Regions from separate parts of the Mus musculus genome. Here region 1 is linked to region 2. Evidence: chromatin contacts called from public HiChIP or PLAC-seq data. All regions are on one chromosome and are shown on one strand. The core of a region is the stretch at or near the end of the contact, and the rest is flanking DNA. Distances in the headings are between cores, read along the strand shown. Region 1 has its middle 49 kb from the start of Fam20c. Region 2 holds the start of Mblac1 (metallo-beta-lactamase domain containing 1).

Region 1 (6,727 bases), core at 3,239-5,738, 510 kb after region 2:
TGGTGTGTTCCAGCAGCTAGAATCCCTCACCCCAGGGAGGAATCTAACCCAGAGGGAAAGACTACACACTAACTGGACTCTGGGGCTGCCACCTAGGAAGTTAAAAGGCATTCAATCCACCACCTATTGAGGCAGATAAAACAACCTGACACTCCCAGAGGGTATTTGGCTAAGAACAGCATTTAAATACTGTTAAAGCACTGTTAATGTACAATAGGCCTGTGCCAGGAACCACCCTTTTAATGTTTATTTTTCCTTTAAATAAGCTAAGAGTGTTTTGGCCAGTGACTTAACTCCCTAATTAGCAGGTGTCAGGTCCTTCTCTAGTGTGCCACTTGCCTGCAGCTGGCATGACTGTCCTCACACCAGATTGGCTGCTATGAACTCCACAGTCACCACCAGAGGCCTTAGATTGCCTAGATTTTTGTTCTTTGTTTGTTTTTGAGACAAGAGCTCTTGTAACTTAATTTTCGATCCCCTTGCCTCCATTGCCCAAATGCTGGGATTGCAGGAGTGTACCACCAACCCCACTCTTTTGATTATGTTTGATCATTAACCTTATGTTGCAGTGGGCTGAGCTGCTAACTTGAAGATGTGGGCAGCAGAGCAAAAGTGCCCACTGTAGGGTAGCTGAAGTCCCTAGGCCTGGTCAGAACTGTAAAAGGAGCAGACCCTGCTAGCGTTCAGCACTGCAAGAAATCCAGGGTTAACAGGGCTGCAGCTGCAAGTGGCTAAAGCCCAAGACAGCGAACCTGCCACTTTTCTGGAAGCTAGATCAATAGGCAAGCGCTTGCTGCCGCCCACAGCCCTGGAGAAGGATGGCTGAGGGAGCAAACAGCAAAAAGGCACAGAAGGCCACCCCTCGCCAGGCTGACAGGTTCACACACACACCCCTTCCCCGCCTAGCATACCTGTGCGCAAGTGCAAAGCTGCCACTGCGCTAGCTCCTGGTGCATATCCACCCACAAGACAGCGAAAATAAATAAATAAAACACCCTTCAGTTCGCTGAACCCGGGTTTGGGCCAACCTCCCTCCTAGATAAAGTTCCGCTTGACTTCCCGTTGCCACTCACTTGGGTCGCATACTGTGCTCTGCGCCTGCGCGAGAGGCCCCGGGCGCTGGGTGTGAGTTGCAGTTGCACCCACCTCTTCGTTTTTTTCCCCTCCCCAACTCCGAGCGAACTCAATGGCCTTTACCCAGGTGTTCCTAGCCCCGGGTGTGAGTGGGTACACAGCCCATTCCTACTTGAAGGGCTTGTGATTTTTCGCTCCAAACATAATTTTGCTCCTTAACAAGGAAGTCATGAGAACTAACTATAAATGTCAACGATCTGTCTGGTCATCCTCAAGTCTGGTTCCCTTTAAAGCCTGGGGTGCCTCGAGATGAATGTATGAGTGAGTGAAGGCTGGGCACAGCGCTGTGCCCTGCTTGCTTGGAGACTCTGCAGGACCAAGGTGTCTTAGGTTTCTTGGAGGGATAAGGCTATCCGACGGTGGTCAGGTCCCTGTTGATCAGGGTGTCTATTCCTATTGTCTGGGAGTGACACGGTGGCCCACTGTGCCCAGGCTGGGCCCGAAGCAATGACCAGATGTCAGTGATGAAGACTTTTCTCTTGAACTGGCCCAGAAGGGGTTCCTTAAAACAAACAAACGAACAAAAACCAAAAAACAACTCTGGGGCCAAAGGGGCCAAGGTCAGGGGCTGATCTAATGAATTCCCTGCCTAGGTAGACATGTGGCTGAAAGTGGTGTATCACTCCTGTTCTGGACAGGACAAAAGCCTGGATGGCTGGGCCAGAGAAGGGGTGGGTCTGCTAGAACATCTGCCCCTCACTCCCTCTGTCCCCTCCCAGAACTCTTTACAGAGTGGGCAAGGTTAGACCAAGTAGATTACACTTGGTCCAGGAAGGGTACCATAATTGGGTTTTTCAGTTCTATTTCTGCCTTACCTATCTCTCATCTTAAAAGTAGACTAGGTGGACAGAGGCGTGGCTCAGTGAGGGAAGGCACTTGTTGGCCTCCCAAGTTTGACAACCTGACTTCAATCCTCAGAACCCACAAAGTTAAAGCCAAAGAGGAGAACTGATTCCTGAAAGTTGTCTGCTGACCTCTACACCCAGGCACCTAAATACGCAGTATTCACATACACGAACATGTCAATAAGCCTTTTTAATGGAGTAGATGGCGCTTCTGTGGCTGTATAGGTTCTGGATCAGCAAGATGACCACCTACTAAATTTTGATTTGTCTGACTAGTGGTATTCTCGGGTTTCTGGCAGTGTTGCAAGACAGTTTCCATTGGCCACAAATAGAGAGTGAAGTCAAGTTTGTGTGACTCTGATGTCCTAACTGGCGAGCTGGCTATCTATAACCCAGTAGATCTGAGTCACTCACTGGTCCTATGTCGGAGGCCTCTGGTCACAAGCGCGACTTCTTCAGCTTTTGTTCCAGGAGCCCCTCATTGGATTCTGGGTTGCTGGTAATCACCCACAGCCAACAAGAGTAAAGTGAGACACCTTCAGTGCGGGATTTTCCAAATCCAGCATCCACACTAGAGGGCTCCAAGCTCCATCAGCAGCATGCCTTCAGACATGCTAAAGCTTTGATGCAAAGGTTCTCTCCCTAGCTGGAAGACCTACTTGGGGATGCAATTATGATTATCCATCTACAACCCAATATCAGAGTTTTATCTGTTTCTTTGCTTTGATCCTACATTTATTATCTTTTATCTTACTTTTATTCAAGGGTGTCTTAGTGACTTTCCTATTGCTGTGACCATGACTAATACAGCTCATAAAGAAAGCATTTAATTGAGGCCTTGCTTACAGTTTCAGATGGTTAAAGTCTATGACCATCATGGAGAGGAACACACCGCAAGCTGATATGGTGTTGGAGTGGTAGCTTAGCGCCATGCCTGATCCACAAACACAAGGTAGACAGAGACCTAACTGGGAGTGATATGGGGTCTTTGAAACATCAGAATCCCAATCGCAGTGACACACCTCCTCCAAAATGGCTGCACTTCCCAACCCTTTCCAAACAGTTCCAACAACTGGGGACCAAATGTTCAAATATATGAGCCTACGGGGGCCATTCTCATTTAAACTCAGGGTCTCACTATGTAGCTCTTGCTGCCTGGAACTCACTAGGTAGACAAGAAGAGTCTCAAACTCATACAGATTGATGGCCTGCCTCTTGCCTCCTAAGTGTTGAGATCAAAGGTGTCCAGCACCATGTCTTGCCTGTGTCTTTGTTTCCACTCTGATCTTGGTTGATTTCTGGGAATATCCCATAAGAGACACAATAAAATGACCTTCCCTGATGCAGGTCCCAGAGTCCTAGTGGCTGTAATCCACTGTGATACAGAAAAGTAGAAAATGGCATCTTTTAGGTGAAATTTCATTGGGAAACATTTTCTATTTTATCCATATTCCTAGGCTTATTCTTTAAACCACGATTTCTAACACTGCCTAAAAGCTTTAGGATAAATGTGTCTTAATAAAGAAAAGCTGTTTTATAGCATCTCACCATAGGAGCGGTGGTAAATAACAGGGAGTAAAAGAGACACCGAGAGAGAATCATAGCCACCAAGACAAGACAGGACCACCATTACAAGACAGAAGCCACCAGATAGGGCAAGCAGGGCCACTGTGACAAGACAACCACCAGAGCAGAAGGCCATCAAGACAAGACAACAATCACTAGGGCAGACAGACAGCTTCATGACAAGATGACAGCCACCAGGGCAGATGGGGCCAATCAGACAAAGTAGGGAAAGTAGACAAAGTAGAGCCACAGAGACAGACACGGGTGAGTGGACATCTCCACAAGCCAATACCAGTGCTTCTGAGAGATGGATACCCCCTGACCTCTGCTCTTGGGTGGGGCAGGGCTGATTTCCTTTGTAATATTGGCTCAGTTCCCTGAAGTCTGCTTCTCCCATCAGGTCTTGAATGTCTGATGGTCCCTGTGCTCGGACCCCCTCCTCCTTTTCTTCTCAAACCCTATCAAATTAGTACCTTTATTTTGCAAACTGGATACAATCTGCATGTTGTGTCCCATGGCTGTAACTAAAAGCCCCTTGCTCAACATTGATAGGAAATGGTGTACCACAGGCTTGCCATCTCTGGGGCCCAGCGCCATACCAGTAATGGGGCCTAGAAACCTCCTGGCATGTAAAAATACCATCTGAAGAGACCCTTGTACCTCCCTGCTGTGGGACACTTTCCTCCAAGATTAAAATCTTCCACCTTGGAGAAAAGCTCATTAGGATTCAAGAAGCTCACAGGAAAGTGAGACAGTACTGTGTTCTACTGGGAGACAAGACATTTCACCCTGCCCTGAAGCTCCTAAGGTCAGGGAGCAAACCACTTGAAATAGTTTCTGGAAGTCCCTGAAACTGGTCAGACTCACCAGGCCTCTCCCTCCCCAAACAGATATGTAAGCTGAAAAGATGTTTGTGAGTGTGAGTCACTCTCAGATAAGAGAAGCTGCAATGTAGACTGCCTGACAAGTTGATCTGCCTGGAAGAGGCTCAGAGCAGCTGAGCTAATGGGGAAGGATACCTCCCAACCTGTTGAGCTGCCTGAAAATTGTGCAAAGTACTCCAGGTATCCAGCCTTTATACCTTTCTTTGCTGGGGTGGGCTTTGGTCATACAGTTGCTTGGAATCACTGCTGCTCCTGTAAGTAACCCTTCATCCATGTTTTGTAACCCCAAAACTACACGTGGTTCTTCAAATTGGCCTGTGGTGGCTGTGGTGGTTTGAATAAGAATGGCCCCCATAGACTCATGTGTGTGAATCTTGACCCATAGGGAGTGGCATTATTAGAAGGTGTGGCCTTGTTAGAGTAATTGTGGCCTTGTTGGAGGAAGTATATCACTATAGGGGTAAGCTTTGAAGTCATATATGTTCAAGCTAGGCCTAGTGTGGCATTTATTTCTGCTCCCTGTGGATCAAGATGTAGTACTCTCAGCTTCTTCTCCAGTGCCATGTCTGCCTGGATGCTGAGGTTATCCTGCCATGATGATAATGGATGAAACCTCTGAAACTGTAATCCAGCCCCAGTTAACTGTTTTTTCTTTATAATAGTTGCTGTGGTTGTGGTATCTCTTCACAGCAGTGGAAAGCCTAAGTCAGTGGCATTTTTACTTTGGGCTGTTGTTAGCTCCCACATATGAATAGACATTTGCCCCTACCTCCCCAGGAATAGTGCCACACAAAACCGTCCCTTTAGCTAGCAAACCATTAAAACAATGGGCCTCAAAAGCTTGGGATTCTCCAGGAACCTCATCTTTAAGAGAAAGTGAAGTTGAAGCCAGAGGAGGCTCTTGTCTCCAGGAAATGGAGTTCACACAGATCTGACAACTTGTCAGACTACCTTGTATGAGAGATGAGAGCTGAGACAGTGATGATTGCTGAGACAAGACACCTTGACAAGTCTGCTTGGCTATGTGCACCTCATGCCCTCTATTTAAATCTAAGCCTCACATCAGGACCCAGAAGATAGACATGGGGTCATGACTCTGCTTGTTCCTTTTCCCCAGTGTAACCACATTGAATAAAACTCCTCATTTCTTTCCACTATGACTTGTGTAGTTGGTCTACAGAGGACAAGTGGAAGAAGCTGGCTGTTAGGGCAGCTGAGAGGCCCAGGCTATGACACAAACAGTTCTGGCAACATTCCCAGCAGGAACACATGCTTTGTAGATATTGGCAGAAGATATGGATCAAGTTGTGGCTTAGTTCTCTGTGGCCTGGCTAGACTTAAATCACCAATAGAGAAAATGCTAATGAGTGTCTTAGTTAGGGCTTTCATTACTGTAAAGAGACACTATGACCAAGGCAAACAGTTAATTGGGGCTAGCTTTCAGGTTCAGTCCTTTATCATCAAGGATGGGATGCATGGCAGCAACCAGGCAGGCACGATGCAGGAGGAGCTGAGAGTTCTACATTTTGTTCTGAAGGGAACCAGGAGAAGACTGCCATCCTCAGGCAGCTAGGATAAGTTCTCAAAACCCACCCCCAAATTGACACGTTCCTCAATAAGGCCATACCTACTCCAACAAGTTCACCCCTCCTAGTAGTACCACTCTGTGGGCCAAGCGTATTCAAACCACCACAATGATAAATGCCAGTGAAGCTTAACAGAACTGAAGCCATCACGTTGTGAGTAACACCATCAGTAAGTGAAGGAGATGTTATATTTACAAATGATCTTCAGGAGCTAAGCTGGGATCAGTGGATAAAGTATTTGTCATGCAATCATGAGGACACGAGTTCAATCCCCAGCCCCCATGTAAAGCCTGATACTGTGGTAGGTGTGTCTGTAATCCCAGCACTCCTTCAGTGAGGTGGAAGATAAAGACAGGAAAATCCACAGAAGCTGATAGGCCAGCTGCGTGGTGTTCTCAGTGGAAAGCAACAAAAAGACCCTGCATCAAACAAGGTAGAAGGTGAGGACCAATACTCAAACATTGTTCTCTGACCTCCACGTATATCAAGGCATACACAGATCTCTTTAAAGGTTGATGATATTTTAATTATGTGTATGCGTGTGTATCTGTGTTGAGTATGCGCATGTCTGTGAAGGTATTCTCAGAGACCAGAGGTGTTGGGTCCCCTGGAGTGGGGGAGCCAACATGGATAACTGGGAATCAAACCTTGGACTTTTTTGAAAGATGAGCAAATGTTCTTAACTGCTGAGCCATCTATACAGCCTCTAGAT
Region 2 (6,379 bases), core at 456-2,955:
TTCCACCATCAGGAGCAGCCCCTCCAGCATTTTCTCTGTGAGCGGCATGTGCTTCCAGCCTCTGAAACTGGTAAGTGTAAAGGACAGACTCCTCCCCTAGCTTCCCAGCTGTTCCCGGCATTAACCCTGAGGTTGTTTTCTTCTCATTCCACCCAGCTTGTCTACGGGAAGCTTGGACTGGAAAGGAGAAGATCAGTGATGGGCAGGAGGAGGCAGATGACGAAGAGGAGGAAGAAGAAGAAGAGATAACCAAGACTTCAGGCAATCCCAAGCATGACCCAGAAGATCTTTGACCCTTACTTTTGAACCCCAAGGATGGGTCGTGGAGAGTTTTCTAAACTCTTGTGCTCTCCCGTCCTTCCCCGCCCCTAGGCTTCTAATGTCTTCTTGGTATGATCTCGGCTATGATCCTGGGGACCCAGAATGGCAACAGGAAAGGAGAAGGGTAGGGGGGAAGAAGCAGAAGCAAGTTTTGCCTTCAGGGTTGAACCACATGCAGCCACTTAATTGAACAAGTATGTGGTGACAGTTTTGAAACTTTTCTCTACGTTTTACTGGTCTTCACCTGCACCGATTGGTCAATAGTGGTGTGAGCTGTGGGAAAGTCACTTTGCTTTTTAAAGGGTCTATTTTAAACCCTTTCAAGAGGCCAGAGAAGAGCGAGCAGCGCAATTGGTAGAGTGCCTGCCTAGTATGGACAGTGATGGGAGTTGAACCCTGATGTGGTGGCATACCGCTGTAATCTCAGCACTCAAAGAAGCGTTGGCAGGAATATCAGAATACCATCCAGCTACTTGGCAGTTCGGGACCAACCAGAGCTGAACCCTGTCTTAAAGTAAGAAGCCAAAAAGAGACCCTCAAGAACCAATATACACTGCAAACATGAGGCCGTATACCATCAATCTGTGAATAAGAACAGGATGCTGGAAGAGAGTGAAGCAATACTCGGGTTAGATGGGGTAGACATGTGGGCTATATTTCCTATTTCACAGGTGCCATATTTTCTATATTGCTATTAAACCTTTTATATATATATCAGCTGAGTCCCATTTCAAACATGCACACATTATCGATGAGGGAGCACCCAGACAGTGGGGCCATTGGCCTGCTATCTATTAGTTGCTAATGGTGTTCTTATAATTATCCACCCCAAGGATACTGGTTGGGGTTGGGAAAACAACTGTACCACTAGGACTTGGAAAAGAGGATCAAGAGCTCAGTCTTCCTCAGCTATGTAGCGAGCTCAAGACCATCTTGGTCTCCTTGAGCCCCTGTATCAGGAAAATAAAAAACAAAACAAGAACTCAGAAGTTAAGTGTAATACATAATATGAACTATACAGGATTAGGATTACGCCGTGGTTCAGGCGCGGTAGTTTGTACGGAAGCCCATAAAAGGCAAAAAATCTCGCGTTTTCTCACCTTTTGAGTTTTCCCAGCGTTAAAAAACAAAAGAAAACAAAAACCCTTAAGGACAGCGATAGTTTAGTTTCAAAGTAGACAACAGCTAGAATAAAGAAGTAAAAGATATCTTTCAGATGTGGATGCGTGAGAACCTACCGACTATAAGCCTAAGGGGGGACTGACCAAAAGAATCTAGGAAGTCTTGAGGTCGCATGGAAAGGCCAGTTGGGCGATACCATCTTCAGCAGGGGTGGTAGTGGAGGGCGATACCACTTTAAGATCTGGTGGGTAGCAAACGAGTTGCACCTTGGAAAGAGTGGCGGGGCTTGCGGTAGGATTTTGGAGGGACTGGGCAGACGTCCGTGGCGGGGTAAATCTCCCTTGTCATGAACGGTCCAGTGCGCACCGAGCCCCTGCATGGTGAGATCCCTTTGCTGGCGTCCAGCGGCTCCTACTCCGTGGTGGTTCTGCTGCGCGGCTACGCGGAGCCGCAGGGAGCGGGCGACGCGGTGCGTGCTGATGGCACTGTGACTCTCGTCCTGCCTCGGGGCTGGGCCTCGGACTCCAGCCGCGGTTTGGCCCCATCCGCAGACGGCGGCTCTAAGACTGCCCTGGAGGAGGCGGTGCGTGGCCCCATCCTCGTGGACACCGGGGGACCCTGGGCGCGGGGTGCGCTGCTGGAAGCCCTGGCTACACAGGGCGTGGCCCCCGAAGATGTGACTCTGGTGGTGGGCACCCACGGACACTCGGATCATATTGGGAACCTGGGGCTGTTTCCCGAGGCAGCTTTGTTAGTCTCCCATGACTTCTGCCTTCCCGAGGGTCTCTATCTGCCCCATGGGCTGTGTGAAACGCAGCCCTTGATACTGGGCTCGGGACTGCAGGTGTGGGCCACGCCGGGCCACGGAGGACAGCGGGACGTGAGCGTCGTAGTGGAGGGCACCAGCCTGGGCACCGTGGTGGTGGCTGGCGATGTGTTCGAGCGACTTGGTGACGAGGACTCCTGGCAGGCCCTGAGCGAAGACCCAGTAGCTCAGCAGCGGAGCCGGGAGAGGATTCTGAGCGTAGCTGATGTGGTGGTGCCTGGTCACGGAGCCCCCTTTCGAGTGGTCAGGGAAACAGTGAAAAGTTCAGAGGATTTGATATGTGAAGGCAAGGCGGTTGCTTGACTGGACTCCAGTCAGGAAAGCCCCTTCCAGCGAGGAACCGGCGTCAGTTGGTCCGGGAGACCTAGAGGACACAGTCAAGACAAGCAATATTTGTCACGTGCAGCTTTCTAGGAGGCAGCTTCCAAACAGGACAGAATGATTGACATCAGTCCCCTTTAATCATTGCAACCTAAGCAGGACAAAGGACTGGCTTAGATCCACATCCTCCATGAGCCTCCGTAAAATATAGGAAAAAAAATAGTTAAAATATGTATTTGGGATGTGCGTGTGTGCCTGTGGAATTCTGAAGGCTACTTTGGAAGAGTCGGTTCTCTCCATCCTGTGGGTCCCCAGGATCGAGTTCAGGTTGTCGGACTTGACGCCAGGGACCCTTTACCTGCTGAGCCATCCTGATTTATATTCTTGTTAGGACCTTCAAAAATAAAAATCGACCGCAAGTCATACTGTCCTGATGTAAATGCAAAATGCTGATTGCAATAATCTTTGGGATTGTAACTGCTGCAGCAAAAGAGGAACAGTGTGGCCAATAGCTTGTTCCTCCTAGGATGCACACTGGTGAGACGGTGCCAGACACAGAGTAACCCCTTAGTAACCTGACTTCTTTTGTTTATTTTGTTTAGACAGTCTCACATACTCCAGTCTGGCTTCAAAGCTGAGGCTGGTCTTGAACTCCTGATTCTTGTTTTTTGTTTTTTTTTGTTTTTTGTTTTTTTTTTTTGAGACAGGATTTCTCTGTGTAGCCCTGGCTGTCCTGGAACTCACTCTGTAGACCAGGATGGCGTGCGCCACCACTGCCCAGCATGAACTCCTGATTCTTATGCTTCCACCTTCCAAATACTGGATTACAGACTAACAGGCATGTGCTGCCCCACCTGGCTTTCACCTGACTTTAGTTCATTCATTGATTCACTCAGCGGCATCTGAAATGTCTCAGGCACTGATGTAGGTCTTGTGATGCCACTACAGTGAGCGAATGACAAGTTCCCACCCCAACACACGAGTCACATTCCATTCAGGAGACAGACAAGACAACCATAATAGTAGTAGCAACCAAATAATTATAGGTTGTGGCATACAACACACGTGCGTAGGATGAGGAAAGAGAGCAGGAGAGAGCAGGGCACAGAGAAGCTGCTTGATGTTGAGAGATTACAGAAAGCCTCTGAAAGATGTTCATTCTTTCTTTTTTTTTTGTTTTTTTTTTTTTGTTTTTTCGAGACAGGGTTTCTCTGTGTAGCCCTGGCTGTCCTGTAGACCACTCTGTAGATCAGGCTGGCCTCGAATTCAGAAATCCCCCTGCCTCTGCCTCCCAAGTGCTGGGATTAAAGGCGTGCGCCACCACTGCTCGGCTGCTTCTTTATTTCTTACATCCATTTATTTTGCAGTGTGTGTGTGTACATGTGTGCACATCTGAGCTTTGGCTTGTCCATGGGTGTCAGGACAAGTTGCAAGAGTCTGTCCTCCCTTCAACCATTTGGGTCCTGAGGGTATAGTCAGGTCATCAGGCTTGGCAGTACCCTTATCTTCGGAGCCATCTCTCTGGGCCCTGTTTTTTTTTTTTTCTTCCATTTAACTCAGTACAGTGCTTGCCCAGCATGTACAAAGTACTAGTTTCAATTTCTAGCGTGGCCTAAAACTCAGCAAGTGGAATACACCTCCAGTACTTGGGAAGTAGAGGCAGGAGGATCAGAAGTTTAAGGTCATCTTCAGCTACAGAGCAGGTTTGAAGCCAGCCTGGGCTACTACATGAAACCTAGTCTCAAAAATAAATAAGGACGACCCATGGGATTGGATTGCAAAGGGCCAGGGAAAAGTGACAATAAGGGAGGGTTCATATCAGATGTCTTAGTCAGGGTTCCTATTCCTGCACAAACATCATGACCAAGAAGCAAGTTGGGGAGGAAAGGATTTATTCAGTTTACACTTCCACATTGCTGTTAATCACCAAAGGAAGTCAGGACTGGAACTCAAGCAGGCCAGGAAGCAGGAGCTGATGCAGAGGCCATGGAAGGATATTCCTTACTGGCTTGCTTCCCCTGGCTTGCTCAGCTTGCTCTTATAGAACTTAAGACTGCCACCCTAGGGATGGCACCACCCACAACGTGCCCTCCCCCCTTGATCACTAATTGAGGAAATGCCTTACAGTAGGATCTCATGGAGGCATTTCCTCACCTGAAGCTCCTTTCTCTGTGATAACTCCAACTTGTGTCAAGTTGACAGACAAAACCAACCAGTACATCAGACAAACCTGGGAACCATTGTTAGTAACACGGAAGTCACTGACTCAAAAACAGGCTATAACAAACCTGATCTCATTTGTTTGTTTTTTTTAATTCGGTATTTTCCTCATTTACATTTCCAATGCTATCCCAAAAGTCCCCCATACCCTCCTCCCCACTCCCCTACCCACCCACTCCCACTTTTTGGCCCTAGCGTTCCCCTGTACTGGGGCATATAAAGTTTGCAAGTCCTCTTTCCAGTGATGGCCGACTAGGCCATCTTTTGATACATATACAGCTAGAGTCAAGAGCTCCGGGGTACTGGTTATATTCATATTGTTGTTCCATCTATAGGGTTGCAGATCTCTTTAGCTCCTTGGGTACTTTCTCCAGCTCCTCCATTGGGGGCCCTGTGATCCATCCAATAGCTGACTGTGAGCATCCACTTCTGTGTTTGCTAGGCCCCGGTGTAGTCTGATCTCATTTGTAATCACTCTTTTCAGGGATCTGTGGTACACTCCTGTAATCCCAACACCAAGGAAGTAGAAGCAGGAGGATCAAGAGTTCAATGTCATCCCCCCAAACTGCATAGTGAGTCTGAGGCCAGCCTGAACTATGCGTTACCGTGTCTCAAATAAGTAAAACAACCACTTGACCTGGGTGGAGAAGGCCTTAGTGTGGGTGTGGGGCAAGACCAGGATTGGGTGGCTTAGAAGGAAGAGTTAGAGCTATGATTCTCAACACGGGGCCAACACCCCCTGGGTCACCTAAGACCATCAGAAATATCAGATATATACATTATGATGTATTACAGTAGCAAAATTACAGTTATAAGGTAGCAAGGAAAATAATTTTATGATTAGGGGCCGCCACACCATGAGGAACTGTGGTAAAAGGTCGTAGCATTGGGAAGGCTGAGAACCACTGCTTCAGAGTGTGAGACATTTGTGGCATGTGCTCTTATTCCAGAAGTCTTCAACGGTGGCTCGGACAGAGGAGAAGCCCATCTTGTTTTTCCCTTAGGTCAGTTCTCTGGTGAGAGCACTATTGTTACCTCTTTTTGTTTGTTTGTTTTTAAGGTGAGAAAACAAAACAAAGACCCAACAGGTTAAGTAATGCAGAAATGAACTAAATAGTAATTGAGAAACAGTAGTCACTGAAATAGGGAGTCAGTCAAATCCAAGGAAACTGGCTCCTGAGGGTTTCCCAGCACAGGACCTGCTGGGGCAGCTTCTGCATTAGATTGCATATTGATCTCCTATCAACCAATGGAAAAAGGACTCATTCTCTTTTTCTGAACTAGGAGCACCGGGTGTCTCATGCTCGTAATCCCAGCTCTCTGGAGGCTGAATGAGAATAATGTGTTCAAATCCAGCCTGTGCCCCACAGTGAGATTATTGTCTCCCCCAAAAGGTAGCAGGCGAGCTGAGGATGTAGCTTAGTTGGTGGAGCCCCCGCCTGGAATGCACAGACCCTTGAGTTGAGTTAGCACCCAGCATCACATAAAATGGCATGGTGGCAGGTGGATGCATCAGAAGAAGTTCAAGGTTATCTTTGCAAATTTTGGAGTTTGAGGCCTGACTAAGCA

What was found. HiChIP or PLAC-seq counts read pairs in DNA pulled down with a chosen protein or histone mark.
Region 1: a contact with region 2 is called in an H3K4me3 HiChIP or PLAC-seq map of bone marrow-derived macrophages, with 5 times the contacts expected there. The contact joins the enhancer-like site here to the promoter of Mblac1 in region 2. A contact is called at or near these places in 5 of 39 promoter capture datasets (the 3T3-L1 cell line, embryonic stem cells, hippocampal neurons and 2 more), 1 of 484 Hi-C or Micro-C datasets (nephron progenitors), 10 of 115 datasets of contacts at active chromatin or transcription factors (the 230-238 cell line, bone marrow-derived macrophages, embryonic forebrain and 7 more) and 1 of 9 other capture datasets (pancreatic islet).

Annotation. Positions count from the first base shown.
Region 1 is chr5:138,703,098-138,709,824 of GRCm38.p6, forward strand. No RefSeq gene overlaps it. Among named protein-coding and RNA genes, the nearest start is that of Fam20c, 49 kb to the right of the region's middle. Within about 2 kb of position 4,489, at least 34 of the 459 cell types and tissues checked have an H3K27ac peak or open chromatin away from gene starts, as enhancers often do. A contact at or near this core is called in bone marrow-derived macrophages and pancreatic cancer cells, where this site is marked.
Region 2 is chr5:138,192,609-138,198,987 of GRCm38.p6, forward strand. It overlaps Mblac1 (metallo-beta-lactamase domain containing 1), which reads left to right and starts at 1,706. Exons shown (of 1, transcript NM_177878.3): 1 at 1,706-3,013. The coding sequence starts at 1,790. The coding sequence ends at 2,572. It overlaps Cnpy4 (canopy FGF signaling regulator 4), which reads left to right. Exons shown (of 6, transcript NM_178612.4): 5 at 1-70; 6 at 157-1,286. The coding sequence ends at 293.